Linked DNA regions of Macaca mulatta: region 1 is linked to region 2. Evidence: chromatin contacts called from public Hi-C data. All regions are on one chromosome and are shown on one strand. The core of a region is the stretch at or near the end of the contact, and the rest is flanking DNA. Distances in the headings are between cores, read along the strand shown. Region 1 holds the start of TP53I11 (tumor protein p53 inducible protein 11). Region 2 has its middle 72 kb from the start of PRDM11.

The links. Hi-C and Micro-C count contacts between places; a contact is called where the count stands out from the background.
Region 1: a Hi-C map of fetal cortical plate shows a contact between it and region 2, with 2.8 times the contacts expected there. The contact joins the promoter of TP53I11 here to the enhancer-like site in region 2. A contact is called at or near these places in 5 of 14 Hi-C or Micro-C datasets (cortical neurons, fetal cortex germinal zone, fetal cortical plate and 2 more).

The regions. Positions count from the first base shown.
Region 1 is chr14:20,645,578-20,651,912 of T2T-MMU8v2.0, forward strand. TP53I11 (tumor protein p53 inducible protein 11) reads left to right here and starts at 1,574. Exons shown (of 8, transcript XR_013403943.1): 1 at 1,574-1,760.
Region 2 is chr14:20,492,021-20,498,269 of T2T-MMU8v2.0, forward strand. No RefSeq gene overlaps it. Among named protein-coding and RNA genes, the nearest start is that of PRDM11, 72 kb to the left of the region's middle. Within about 2 kb of position 3,626, at least 8 of the 40 cell types and tissues checked have an H3K27ac peak or open chromatin away from gene starts, as enhancers often do. A contact at or near this core is called in fetal cortical plate, where this site is marked.

The sequences.
Region 1 (6,335 bases), core at 324-2,823, 150 kb after region 2:
CTGGGGGCAGTGTCAGTGGCACTGGGGCATCCGAGTTTATCTACCTTAGTAATCAGAACAGCTTATAGTCACTGAGCACTTACTATGAACAAAGGACTGTTCTGTTTACTTCCTTGCCAAGGGCACAGACTCTCCTGCCCAATCCCAGCTCTGGTGAGGACAGTGGGAGCCTGCATGGCACAGAGTCCATGCTCAATAAACATGAGCAGCTGCTATTAACTCTAAATCTCTACAGCAACCATAGCCGGTTCCTACTATTGGTTCCTACTATTGGTTACTATTGGTGACTTATTTTGTCCAAGGCCGCAGAGGGACTAAAAGGCAGAGCCAAGATTTGAACCTAGGTGATCTGGTAACCCTTAAGGAACTGGTGCAGACAGAATTGAGACCTGGAGTCAGAATGCCCACCTAGCTAGATGCCTGGGGCAGCCACTCACCTCTTTCTCTCTTAATTACTTGTGGAATGGAGCACGTCATCAGCCTTGCCTTCCTTTTCCCGCAGCCCCCCACCCCGGTTCCTGGCCCACTGTGACCATCAGACCAGATGAAAGAGATCCAGGCATTTCTCTAAGGAGAGCATAGGGTGGTGGGGGTTAGGGTGGAAGACAGCACATTATTTTCCCACCATAAGGGGTGGAAGGAGCCCAGAATTTGAGGGTGGGGCCTTGTCTGTAGGAACCTGGTTCTTTTAGGCTGACAGGCCACCAGACAGCCTCCATGACCCCCAACCCTCATCCTCATCCCAGGCCCCCATAGGATGTATAGAGACAAAAGGTTTGACAACTGTGGCCCCAACAAGCGTCCTAGAGCCCCAGATAAGATCCTAGTCCCCTGACAGTGCAATTGACAGCAGCATCGTCAAGCTGGATTTTAGGGTGGAGTATGAAGACGGTGGCGGTAGTGACGGAGGGGTCATGTTATTTGGCCAAGTCACACCAAGCAGGGAGAGAGAAGGGTGGGCCTAAGCTGGAAGCCTGAAGGCTGAGTGAACTCAAACTTCAACGACCACCGCCAGTAAAATGGGACTAAGCACAGCGCCCTTATGGGTTGCTGTGAAAATCAAATGAGTTAATACTTGTAACTCCTTTAGCATATGGTGCCTGGCATCAGAGAGTGCGCAGCAAACGGTGACTATTGTCGTGACTGTGTTATTACACACTTGGGTATCACCGCCAGCCAAAGCAGTACCTTCCATTTCAGACACCGACCTGGGCCCGGGAGACATCGCAAGGCTATTTAAGATGGTGTGGTTTGCCCATCTACGTTGATCGTCCCAAGAAAGGGGCACCGTCTGCAGAACTTGCCAGGAAAGTCTTCCTGGGCGGCGCGGGCAACGCCAGGGTCTCCCCGCGCTACTTCCTCCCCCGGCGCCTTCTCTTGGGCGCGCGTGCGCCCCCTGCAGGCGGCCCCCGGGAGAGCCTCGCGGGGGAGCCGGGAGCCCGGTTTCCCCGCCAACCCCCATCCCACCAGCCCCGGCGGCCACCCTGGGGGCGAGGCAGCCCGGCGCGTGGGAGGGGACGGCGCGCCATTGGCTTGTGCGCGGAACCGAGAGGAGGGACCAGCGCGGGCCGCCAGACTCGGTAAGCCCCGGCCGCGCAGGGCGCCGCGCGCAGTCCAGCCGGCCCTGCCCTGCCCTGCCCTGCCTTGCCCTGCCCTGCGCTGCCCGGCCCCGCGCGGGCGGCGCGATGTGAGGCGCCCAAGCCCGGAGCCTCCGCCTGACACCAGCTCCACGCAGCCTGGCGCCGGCACGCGCGAGGCCCGTAAGTTCTGCTCCCCGCCGCCGCCGCTTCCGAGCCGCGGACTTTCCCCGCCCGCCGCCTGCCGCCCCCCGTCCGCCGCCTGCGCAGCGCAACCCAGCGGGGCTCCTGCGGCCGCCGGGACCGCAGGGGGGCGGCCGGGACCCTGCGCGCGCTAGCCAGGCGCCCCGGGACATCTCGGCATCCGCTGAGCCCGCTGGGACCCCAGGGGGTCGCCTCCCCGACTCCCCAAGGCGCCGTCTCGCAGCCCTTTCCGTCTCCCCTGCGCGCTCTCCCCTTGCCGCCCCTCCGTCTGACTCGGTTTCCCCTCTCCCCCGGCTCCGCGGTCGCCCTCCTCCTGGACTGCTTATTTCGTCCTCGGCCTCTGCCTCTCGGGCTCGAGCTTTCTGCTTCGGTGCAGGAGAGAAACCGAGCGAAAGCAGTTTCTGTCTCCCTACGGTCTGACTCGGTCCCCGCGCTCGGTTCTCTGTCCCCTCCCCCTCCCGCCATTGTTCCCGGCCGGAGGAGTGCGCGGCGCAAACTTGCGAGTTCCCCCCGTCTTTGCCCCCGCAGGGCCGCGGACGGAGGTGGTGGCGGAGTTCCCGCTGCCCACAAGTCTGGCCTGACCTTCTGGGGCGGGGGCCTGGGGGCAGGGGCCCTGGGCCGGAGGACCTGGGGCCGCCTAACGACTCGGAGCTCCCCGCCGGGGGACACCGGCGCTCGGCCCGGGTCTCAGAAAGTGGGTGAGTGTCTGGAGCGGGGACATGAGGGACAGATTGGAGGGGGAGGGGCGAGGCTGGGAGAGTCCCCAGTCCCCAGGCTGGAAAGGGGCGGGCAGAAATCCAGGCCGCGCCTGAGCCCAGTTAGGGGGTGGGTAGGGGACGCACAGGTGGAGACGCCCCCCACCCTCCCCCAAGTCGCGCGATCTGCAGGAAGGGGGCAGTGTGGGGCTACTGGCCGGACGCTGGGTGGGCTAGGGCCCCTGCCGTGGGCAGAGCACTCGCACCTACCCGGTGGAGGCTGTGTGGAGGAAAGGCCAGAACGCCGCGCCCACCCCGGCGCGCCCTACTGGGCGGGGCGGGGCGGGGCGGGGCGCTCGCCTTGGGTCCCCTCGCTCTGAGCTCCTTCGCCCTGACCCAGTCGCGGGCTTCCGCCTCCTCCTGGAGCTCGGGGGCAGTGGGTTTCTCCTCCGGAGCGATGGAGGCTGGGGCAGGAGTAGCGCAGAGGCCGAGAACCCCGAGGCTCCTCCAAAGCCCAGAGCGGCTGGCCAAGGCCCCCTCACCACCCTACTATCCCTCACTTCCTGGTTGGTTTCTTTCAAACAAACTTCTTGACGGGGCGGGCCTGCGAGGAGAAGTCACCGGGGCTGCCCACCCCAACTATGTGGTCCCTTGAACCTCCATCCCCGATGGCCTGTGGAGAGGGGACCAGGACCTGCGGCCGGCAGATCCCAGGGATGCGGGGGTCGTTTTGTTGCAGAGCCAGGAGGGGGCACTGTCCGCCCTTTAGCCTCAATCCCAGACTTCAAGAAAGGAGAGAAAAGATTTTTCTTGTTGGGTTGTTAGGAAATAAGACTATTCTCTAGGCTTCTGTTGTCCCATCTGTAAAATGGGTCGTCTTGTTCCTGAGGCCCCCACTGTTCCACGATCCCAGGAGGCCTCTGCCCTGGCCGCTTCTTTCCCAGTTACACGTCGTCAACTTCCTCCGTGCTTCCAAATTTGGAGTGGAGGACTAAGGCCCAAAGCCCCTTCACCCATGTCCAGCTGTCATGACCTGCCGGTTCTAGGACTGCGACCTGCTTTCTGCACAGCTCTGCCTCCAGGCCCCCTGTGCCTTCTCCAGCTCACACCCAGCCTCCCAAGTTCTTTAGATAGCCCCACCTCTGTGGGAAGAAGGGCCTGCCCCTCTAGGGGTATGGCAGAGGAGTGGGCTGGAGTTAACAGGAATGTCCCATAGTGACACAGTTTGGGGCTGTCCTTTACTTTTGCTTATCGAACAAAATGTTTGTGAGCATTACACCAAAAATGGCATATGGAGAAAAGTGCCAGGGACAGTTTCAGGCACTGGGGAGATAGCTGTGGAAAAAATAAAAATTTTTGTCCTCATGGAGCTAATGCTTAAAAGCAGGGGGCAGGAAGAGGCAATTAGCTAACAAAAAACAATAAGCAAATTATATAGTGTACTGAGAGGTGAAGGGGAAAAGTTGTGTTGGGGGTACTGAGGCCAGGGACTGGGTTGTCATTTTAAACAGGGTGTCAGGGAGGCCTCCCTGAGGAGGTAACTTTTGAGCTAAAGCCTTGAGGGAGATGAGGGAGTGAGCTGTGTAGACAGCTAGAGGACAGCCCGTGCAAAGGCCCTGAGGCTGGAATGTGTGTGCCCTGCAGCTGCAGGGGAGTGAGGGGCTGAGGAAGAGATAGGAGGCAAGGCTGACTGAGAAGGGATGAATTCCTCCCATTTCACAGGTGAGGGAAGTGAGGCTCAGACAGTATATCAGTCACCCCAGGACACACACAGGCCAGGAGTGGCAGCTGCAGGGCGGAGTGCCTGATGTTCTGACTCCTGGCCCACGATACCTCCCCGGCACCCTGTGTCTCACTGTTTATCCTGCTACACTGGTGGGACCCCTCCCAGGGCCAGTGCAGCATCATCCTCCTGCCCCAAAGTGACCCTTGCTCTCTCTCATCCCACTTCCTTCTTATGACCACTCCCTTCTGAACACCCCACTCTGACCGGGCACATGATCCCTAAAAGGGGACCTGCTGTGAGGCACATTTGGTCAAGGGGGCAACTGAGGCAAGGAATAGAATCTTCTAATCTAAAAATAATGAGCAGCATTATTATTGAACATTAACTACAAAACAGGCGCTGTTCTGGATATTTTTGTGCGTCTTCTCACTGGTGAGAGGTTGGTGTCATTATTACACCCATTTAACAGATGAAGAAACTGAGGCCCAGGGAGGCAGAGTCACTGGCCCAAAGGCATACAGCTCATAAGTGGTAGAGCCAGGATGAAGCACAAGTCTTTTAAGTCATGAGCTAGTCCTTTAACCACTGTCAGCACCCCAGGATTGGGGAGACACTCAGTCCTGGACTGTGGTTGTGGCCCATCTTATCCTGGGAAAAGGGCAGGGACCCTTCCACCTGCCTCCCCCAGCCTACCGAGAAGACAGATCACCACTTGCTTTTGAAGAAATGGGCTCAACCTGGTGGAGGATCCCTTTGAGGAAGCTCCTCTCCTTTCCTCTCCCAACCTCTTCTCCTCCCCTCTAAGTTCCTGAACAGCCACGGGGCGGGGGAGGGGCATGGGGAGAGTTGGGGCCGGGAGGAGAGGTAGGTGCCTGCTGCATTCTCACCAGACCCCTAGCCCCATAGGATCTGGAAGTCAGGCTGTCCTGATGACGACACTAGCTGCCCTAAGGGCCCTGACATGGTCACGGGCCAAGGGACAGGCGGGCCTATTCTCTGAGTGAAAAGGACAGGAATGCTTTGTGTTCTGCCCATGTGAATGACCGTTGAGACAGGAAGAACCTCCCAGTGATTTCTGAGCGGTGATGGAGGCCATCAGAGGGCCTGATCCCCTTGCCCACAGCAGTAGATTCAGACCCTCCAGGGGAGGACCCCAGGGATGCCTCCTTCTTGCCACCTGCTCTGCCCTGACCTTTCACCCTCTTCGGCACAGTAGGGAATGTTCCTATTTGTCCCTAAAGCTTTGGAAATGTTTCTGATGAAAGGTTGGGCTTTCCTCTGCCTTTCTGGAAACTGGGCCCCTTCAAACACAAAGAGTAGGAAGATAGGACCTGTGTGCCGGTCCAGGCTGAGGGGTGGCGGGACTTGGGGGTGGGGCAGCTTGAGCTGGGGCCCAGCAGGGGCCTGGAGTGTGGCTGCTGTGAGGCAGGGCTGGGAGGGACCCTAGAGACCACAGTCTCATTTTCTTAGACAAAGAAACTGAGCCCCAAAGACAGGGTCTGGCTTACCAGTGATGGCAGAATCTGCCTGTGACCTCAGCTGTCCTCTGGGCCCAGTGACTCAGGACACACTGCCACCTTCCAGCTCCAGGACAAACCCTCTACTACCAGATCCCAGGGCGCATGTTCCTGGAGGTTCTTGGAAATGGGGCGTGGAACCTTTCTCAACTGCAGAGCCGTGTCATGGAGACGGGGGTTGCCACTGCCACGGGACTCGCATCCTGCGCCCACCTCTCCCGGCCAGTTCCGCTCTGTCCTCACTCTTTGCAGCAGCCTGGACACTGAGCCCAGTGGTGATGCTGAGGTGATGAGGGAGACGGATGCTGCAACTCCGCCCTCCGCTGGCTCAGGATCTGCTTGAGAGACAAGACTGACTAAGGCAGCCCCGGCCTTTGGAATAATGATGCTCTCGAGGGATGGCCTGATAGCAAGCCAGCTGGAGCCAGCCGAGGCCCAGCCACCCGGTAGCCTTGCCTCGGCTTCCTCCTTAGCTGTGGGCCTCCAATGAAACCTGCAGCCCAGAGGCTGCTGCGAGGATGTCAGTAGTGCAGCCAATTTCATAAAGCCTCCTTTGTGTCCCGTGACTTCTAGATTAGCTCTCTAGCCCCCGACAGCCCTGTGACTCAGGGACCGC
Region 2 (6,249 bases), core at 2,376-4,875:
CCTCAGAGCTGGGATGATATTCCTATTGCTTTTCTAATGTGCCCCACCCTGTCCCTTCAGCCGTATTGGTGGTTCTGTGTCATCTGCAGGACTGAGGTTTCTGGGCAAGTTTTAGGACACCTTCCCCCCAAAACCTTCGCTCCTCTTTTCTGGGCTGTGTTTCTGCCATGACTCATCTTGGGGCTGAGGTCCCAGGTGGGAGATAGGTCATAGCTGGGTGGGGTCTGCAGTGTCTGTGCCTCAGTTTCCTCATCTGCAAAATGGAGAAGCTCTTGCTCATTCTGTAAGGTCAGTAGGAGGACCAGAGTCTTCACTCCATGGTCTCACTCGGCTATCACAGCAACCTTGAGCAGCAGGAAGGACACGTGTCCTCGTCCCCATTTTGCAGATGAGAAACCCGACCCCCATGGATGAGAAGCAGTTTGCCCCCTTCTATCCAGAGGAGCCTGAATTCAGACCCAGATCTGCCTGTCCAGCTCTGTGTCCTGTGCTGCCCTGCTGCCTTCTTCTGCCCTTACTCCTTCTGGCCAGCTGATGCCTGCTTTCTCGAGAGAAGCCCCTCTGGTGCCTCATCACCTGGAGGAGCCAGGTCTCCTGGGAACCAGTGGACAACATTTTGGTCTGGTGCTTTGCCGGGTGCAGTGGCCCTTGAGGGCTAGCCTGCCCACACCGCTCTGTTGCCTTGGACCTTGCTCAGCCTATCCTAGCCTGAGGTCTATGCCCAGGTGAAAAAGTCTAGGACACGGAATTAGATCATCTAGAGCAAGTTTTCGCCAAGCCTCAATCCCTCAGCTATAAAAAGTAAGTCAACTTACAGGGTCATTGCAAAATAAAGCACAGCTATATTTGAATGTGCTGGGTGACAGCAGGGATAACTATCGCCCTCAATGCATCCTTACTTGGTGCCAGGCCCTGAGCTAAGCCCCTATCTTACATGATTTCACTTAGTCTTCACCATTAAAGGTAGATTAGTGTTATTGCTTCCTTCCTTGTTGAGGTATAATTTATATATAATATATGTTATATATTATATATTAATATGTTATATATACTGTATGTATAGTATTATATATAATGTATATATTATACATATACAGTAAAGCACCCAAACCTTAAGTGTACAACTCAATGACTTTTTAAAACTGTGTGACCATCAAGACAGATTATTTCTGACACCGTCGAAGTCCCCCTCAAGCTCCCTCTGGGTCAATACCCTGCCAAAGGTTAACACTTAAGTTTGGGTTCTTTTTCCTGGTTTTACAGATGGTGAAACTGAGGCTCAGGGAGGAACTGTGAACTGCTCAAAGTCACAAAGCTGCAAAACAGTAGGGCCTACATTTTTCTGTCTCTACCAAAGTACATGGTGATCCACATAGGCTATACAAATTACTTCCTCTTCCTCTTTCCTCATCTCCCTCTCATCTTCCTCCTCTTCCTCCTCCAACTTTTCCTCCTTCACCAATCCACCCATTTAGTGTAGGTTCACATGTCTACCACTAGATGGCAACAAAGGACCAACTGCAGAGTCCAGGTTGGGCTCTAAGGCCGGAAGGAGGCCGGCCTGGCGGGGTGGTCAGGGTTTCTGGGCTTTGGGGAGGGATGCAGGGGAAAGCTGCTGGTGACCATCCTGAGTCCTGTCCAGTAGACATGGCAGAGGCAACTGTCGAGTGATGACCAGACAAGAGAATGAAAATGCAAGGCTAGGGCTCACGATTAGATGAGCACTGGGCTGGGAGTAATGATACTTGGGTTCTCTGTTACTCTCGTCACACTCTCTGAGTCAGCTTCCTGCCCACACAGTGAGTGGGCCTTCCCCCTCCAGGGTAAACAGTCCTGCCTGTCTCCCTGCATCTGCTCTTCTGTACATCAGGCCTGCTCTCCCTTCCTTGGTCGACCAGTTCACACTAATCAGCTTGGCAAGCCCAGCCCAATTGCTGCCATTCCCAGGAAGCCTTCCTTGCCTGCTCTGGCATTGAACTGATTACCTCGGCTGCCCCCGTGTGATGGGCCAGGCACCACTTTCTGTGGCCAGAGGCTTGCCTGGCATTTCCAGCATCCACCAGGGCGGCCAGCACAGGGCTTGGGCCCTGGGGTGTGCATTACAGGTCGTCTGGACCTAATGGACTGGGATGGTAGGGAAGGAGACTGTGGCACGGTGCGAGGGGGGCTGGACCTAATGGACTGGGATGGTAGGGAGGAAGGAGGCTATGGCACAGTGCGAGGGGGGCTGGACCTAATGGACTGGGATGGTAGGGAGGAAGGAGGCCGTGGCATGGTGCGAGGGGGGCTGGACCTAATGGACTGGGGTGACGGGGGAAGGAGGCTGTGGCACAGTGTGAGGGGGGCTTGCACAAGGACGTTGTTGCTCTTCTACTCCCTTCCTGGGAGTGGCTGGATCTCAGAGGGCAGTTTTGGGGCCCCAGCTGGGGTGCTTCCCCTCATGCTGGCCCCAGGGAGGGCTGCAAGGCTGGGTTATAGTCTTCCCTCATCGGTGTCCAGCTAGCATCTCCCCGGGAAAGCCAGCTTTGCAGAAACTAATACATGAAGAGCCTTTGGGGATCATTAAACACTCATTGGCCCAGGTCACACAGGCTTTCAGCAAAGAGGCTGTGACTCTGCTCAGCCTCTAGCTCTGAGTCCTGAACACCTTCCTCTTCGTCGTCTTTTTTTTTTTTTAGACAGAATATTGCTCTGTCACCCAGGCTGGAGTGCAGTAGCGCAATCTTGGCTCACTGCAGCTTCCATCTCCTGGGTTCAAGTGATTCTCCTGCCTCAGCCTCCTGAGTAACTGGGACTACAGGCGCACACCACCACGACCAGCTAATTTTTGTATTTTTAGTAGAGACAGGGTTCCACCATGTTGGCCAGGATGGTCTCGATCTCCTGACCTCATGATCTGCTTACCTCAGCCTCGCAAAGTGTTGGGATTACAGGTGTGAGCCACCGTGCCCAGCTGGATACCTTCTTTTGACACTTGAAGGAGACCTCCCAGGTCTAAGGACTGGGCACGTCTCTGCTGTGCAGCCTGACAGCCTGACAGCACCCCCTTACTAGCTGGAAGTTCTCCGTAGCTCCCTCCTCTGATGGAACAGACACAATTCTCAGCCCAGTAAGGTGATTGGGGTGCAAGAAGTGTGGGGAAAGGGAGAAGCTGCTTTCCCTGGCTAAAGTCCTATTAATCCCTGCCCTCCGCCCCCCACCCTCCAACACACACACACACACAAAGTCACAACACTTGTCCCTCTGTTGGAAGACTCTGGAGTTGGTTAAGAATCCAATATTTGGATTAGATATCCCTGGACAAAGATTCCATCTCTGCTACTTATTATCTCCATGACCTTGGGCAAATATTTAAACTTGGAAAGTTTCTTCTCTGAGAAGTGGGACTAACCCAGTTCCTACCTCAGCTGGTTATTGTACACATCCGATGAGAGAAAATGTGCAAAATATATAGCACAGGCCTGGCCCATAATAAATGTTCAATAAAAGGCAGCTTCTGTTGTGGCTTATGAGCTCAGTCCCAGTGAGAAGCCTCAGTTCCATAAAGAGAGGAACTGCCCGGTTGAGGGTGGGAAGTTCTTGATTGGCTGATAGATATGCAAATAACCTCTGTGATGTCAGCATACCATGGACCTATGGAGGAGAGGGCTGCTGCTTAGGGTGATCTCACCAGCCAATCAGCAGCAGCAGATGATGATGATGAGAACCAGTGGGTGGGTGTGGCTTGAGAAGGGGAGGGAGGAAAGAAGAGAGAGACAGACAGAAGGACTGGGAGTTCAGGGCTGCCAATCAGGACATCTGGGCTCCTAGCCTGACTCTGAAAATGAAGAGTCATTTGGGTAGGCTGTGAAAGGCTGAGCATGAGTTTCTTCACCTATGACATAGGGTGGCCCCTCTGCCTATTTTTTTCTCATGAGGTGAGTGTGAGGATCACCCTGTCACTCAGATGGATAGGACAAGGTTCTGAAAGGTACAAGGAGGTCTCAGTCACTCGGATTTTAGGGACAATTAGCGAATCAGTATGGCTGAGGGATTGCTCTTAATTACTCAAACTTTCAAATTTCATTTTAGCCTTGGATGGAAATATTTTTAGAAATGTGATAGAGTTCTCGACTTTATTAAATAGTGTAATTAATGTAGGATGTGTTGATGCATTCAGAATCTGCCAAATGATGCCGTTTTATGATGCTTTAAAAAAATAAAAAATCTTTGGTTTCCTGATGTTAGCTAGCATCCCTCACTGCTATCACTGCACCTGCCTCTCAATTCTTCTCCCATCCCATAAAACTTTCTACTTCTAATCCACTGTGAATTTGAGAGTCAGACCCACAACTCTGTCAGAACAGTGGGTGAATTAAGAGTAACTGGGTCCCGAGACAGAGCCTGAAGAGCTCACAAGTAAAGTGCATGAGCTTTAGAATTTGCAGTGTAAGCTAGAAAGAATGCATAAGACCTACTGTTTGATAGCACAACAGGGTGACTACAGTCAATAATAACTTAATTGTACAGTTTAAAATAATGAAAACAGTGTAATTGGATTGTTTGTAACACAAAGGATAAATGCTTGAGGGGATGGATACCCCAGTCTCCATGATGTGATTATGGCACATTACATGCCTGTATCAGAACATCTCATGTGCTCCATACATATACACACCTGTTACGTAGCCACAGAAATTAAAAATAAAAAAAGTGAAAAAAAAAAGGCAGTGTAAGGCAGGTGCTTCCTCACTCCTGGTTTTGGCTGTGAATCCAGGAGATGTGGGGCCAGAGCCTGTGATTTATTTATTTATTTTTATTTTTATGTTTTTGAGATGGCGTCTCGCTCTGTAACCTAGGCTGGAATACAGTGGCACGATCTTGGCTCACTGCAACCTCCGCCTCCTGGGTTCAAGCAATTCTCCTGCCTCAGCCTCCCAAGTAGCCGGGACTACAGGCACACATCGCCACACCTGACTAATTTTCTGTATTTTTAGTAGAGACGGGGTTTCACCATGTTGCCCAGGCTGCTCTCGAACTCCTGAGCTCAGCCAATCTGCCTACCTCGACCTCCCAAAGTGCTAGGATTACAGGCGTGAGCCACCACACCCAGCCCAGAACCTGTGATCTTAATTTCAAGGCCATCAGGTGTTGTGTGCCATTCCTGCTGCTCCGCTGCCCCTGCCCCAGTCTAGCCTTGCCTCCCTCCCTCAGCTGGCTTCCTGCAGGAACCCTCTGGCTGGACATCCCTCCTGCCAATGATCCCTCTCCAGTCCACCTCCATACACTATCAGCCATTTTCCAGAATCTGATTACCTTGTTTTGATGCTTGAAACACTTTGTTGCCTCTTTAGAGCTGCAAAATCCAGCTCAAACTCCCTCGCTTAGTGCAACACTCCCCAAGAGCCCACTCTTGGGGGTCTTCTAGCCTCACCTTCACCCACCCTGCTGTTCCCACATCTTCTGTGTGACCTTTCCCGCACTCACTGTGGAGCACTACATTCTCAGGCTTCACAGTGCTGTTCTTTCCGACCTCCCCCAACTTCCTCACCCGGGTGTCACCCCTTCCAGGAATTCTCCATTGCCCCTTTCTAGACTTAATTGAATTGTTCCCCACCACCACCCCATAGTCATGGTAGTGGCTAAAATCATGGATCCTGGGACCTGACCACATGGATGCAAATCCCAGCTCTGCCTCCTCATAGCTGTGTGAGCCGGGGCAGATCACCTGGCCTGGTTTCCCTCCTGTAAAGTGGAACTAGCATTAGTAGCAACCTCATTGACCTCATTTGTGTCAAGCTCTATCTCGTAATGACTGGTTTCCAGTCTCCCCAACTAACCCCAAGCTTTTTGAGGGCAAGCACAGTCTCCATTCATTTGTGCTCTTCCTTCCCTGGTGTCTGGTGCAGAGTCAGGCATACATCCCCTGCTCAATGATGGCCAAATGCAGGAATGAATGTCAAGGCCAAAACTGGCTGGAGGGTCCTTTCTTAGCACGCAGGAGCACCCAGCACTGTGTGAGTTTTCCTTGCATGTCAGTCCTCTTTCTGGCCCCAGATGATAAGTCCCTGGGGATGAGGGGAGCGAGGACATCCCTTCCATCAGCTGTGATGCTAGTCACTGGGCCTGATACTCTGAGGCCTGGGTGGGCCCCCTGAAGGTGCCGCTAGGGCACTGTCCATGGTGCTGAAGAACTCTGTCAAGTGATTAATTCCTCCTCCTGAGATGGAACTTGGGAAGTGAAGGGATTTGCTTCAGGGCAGACAGGAA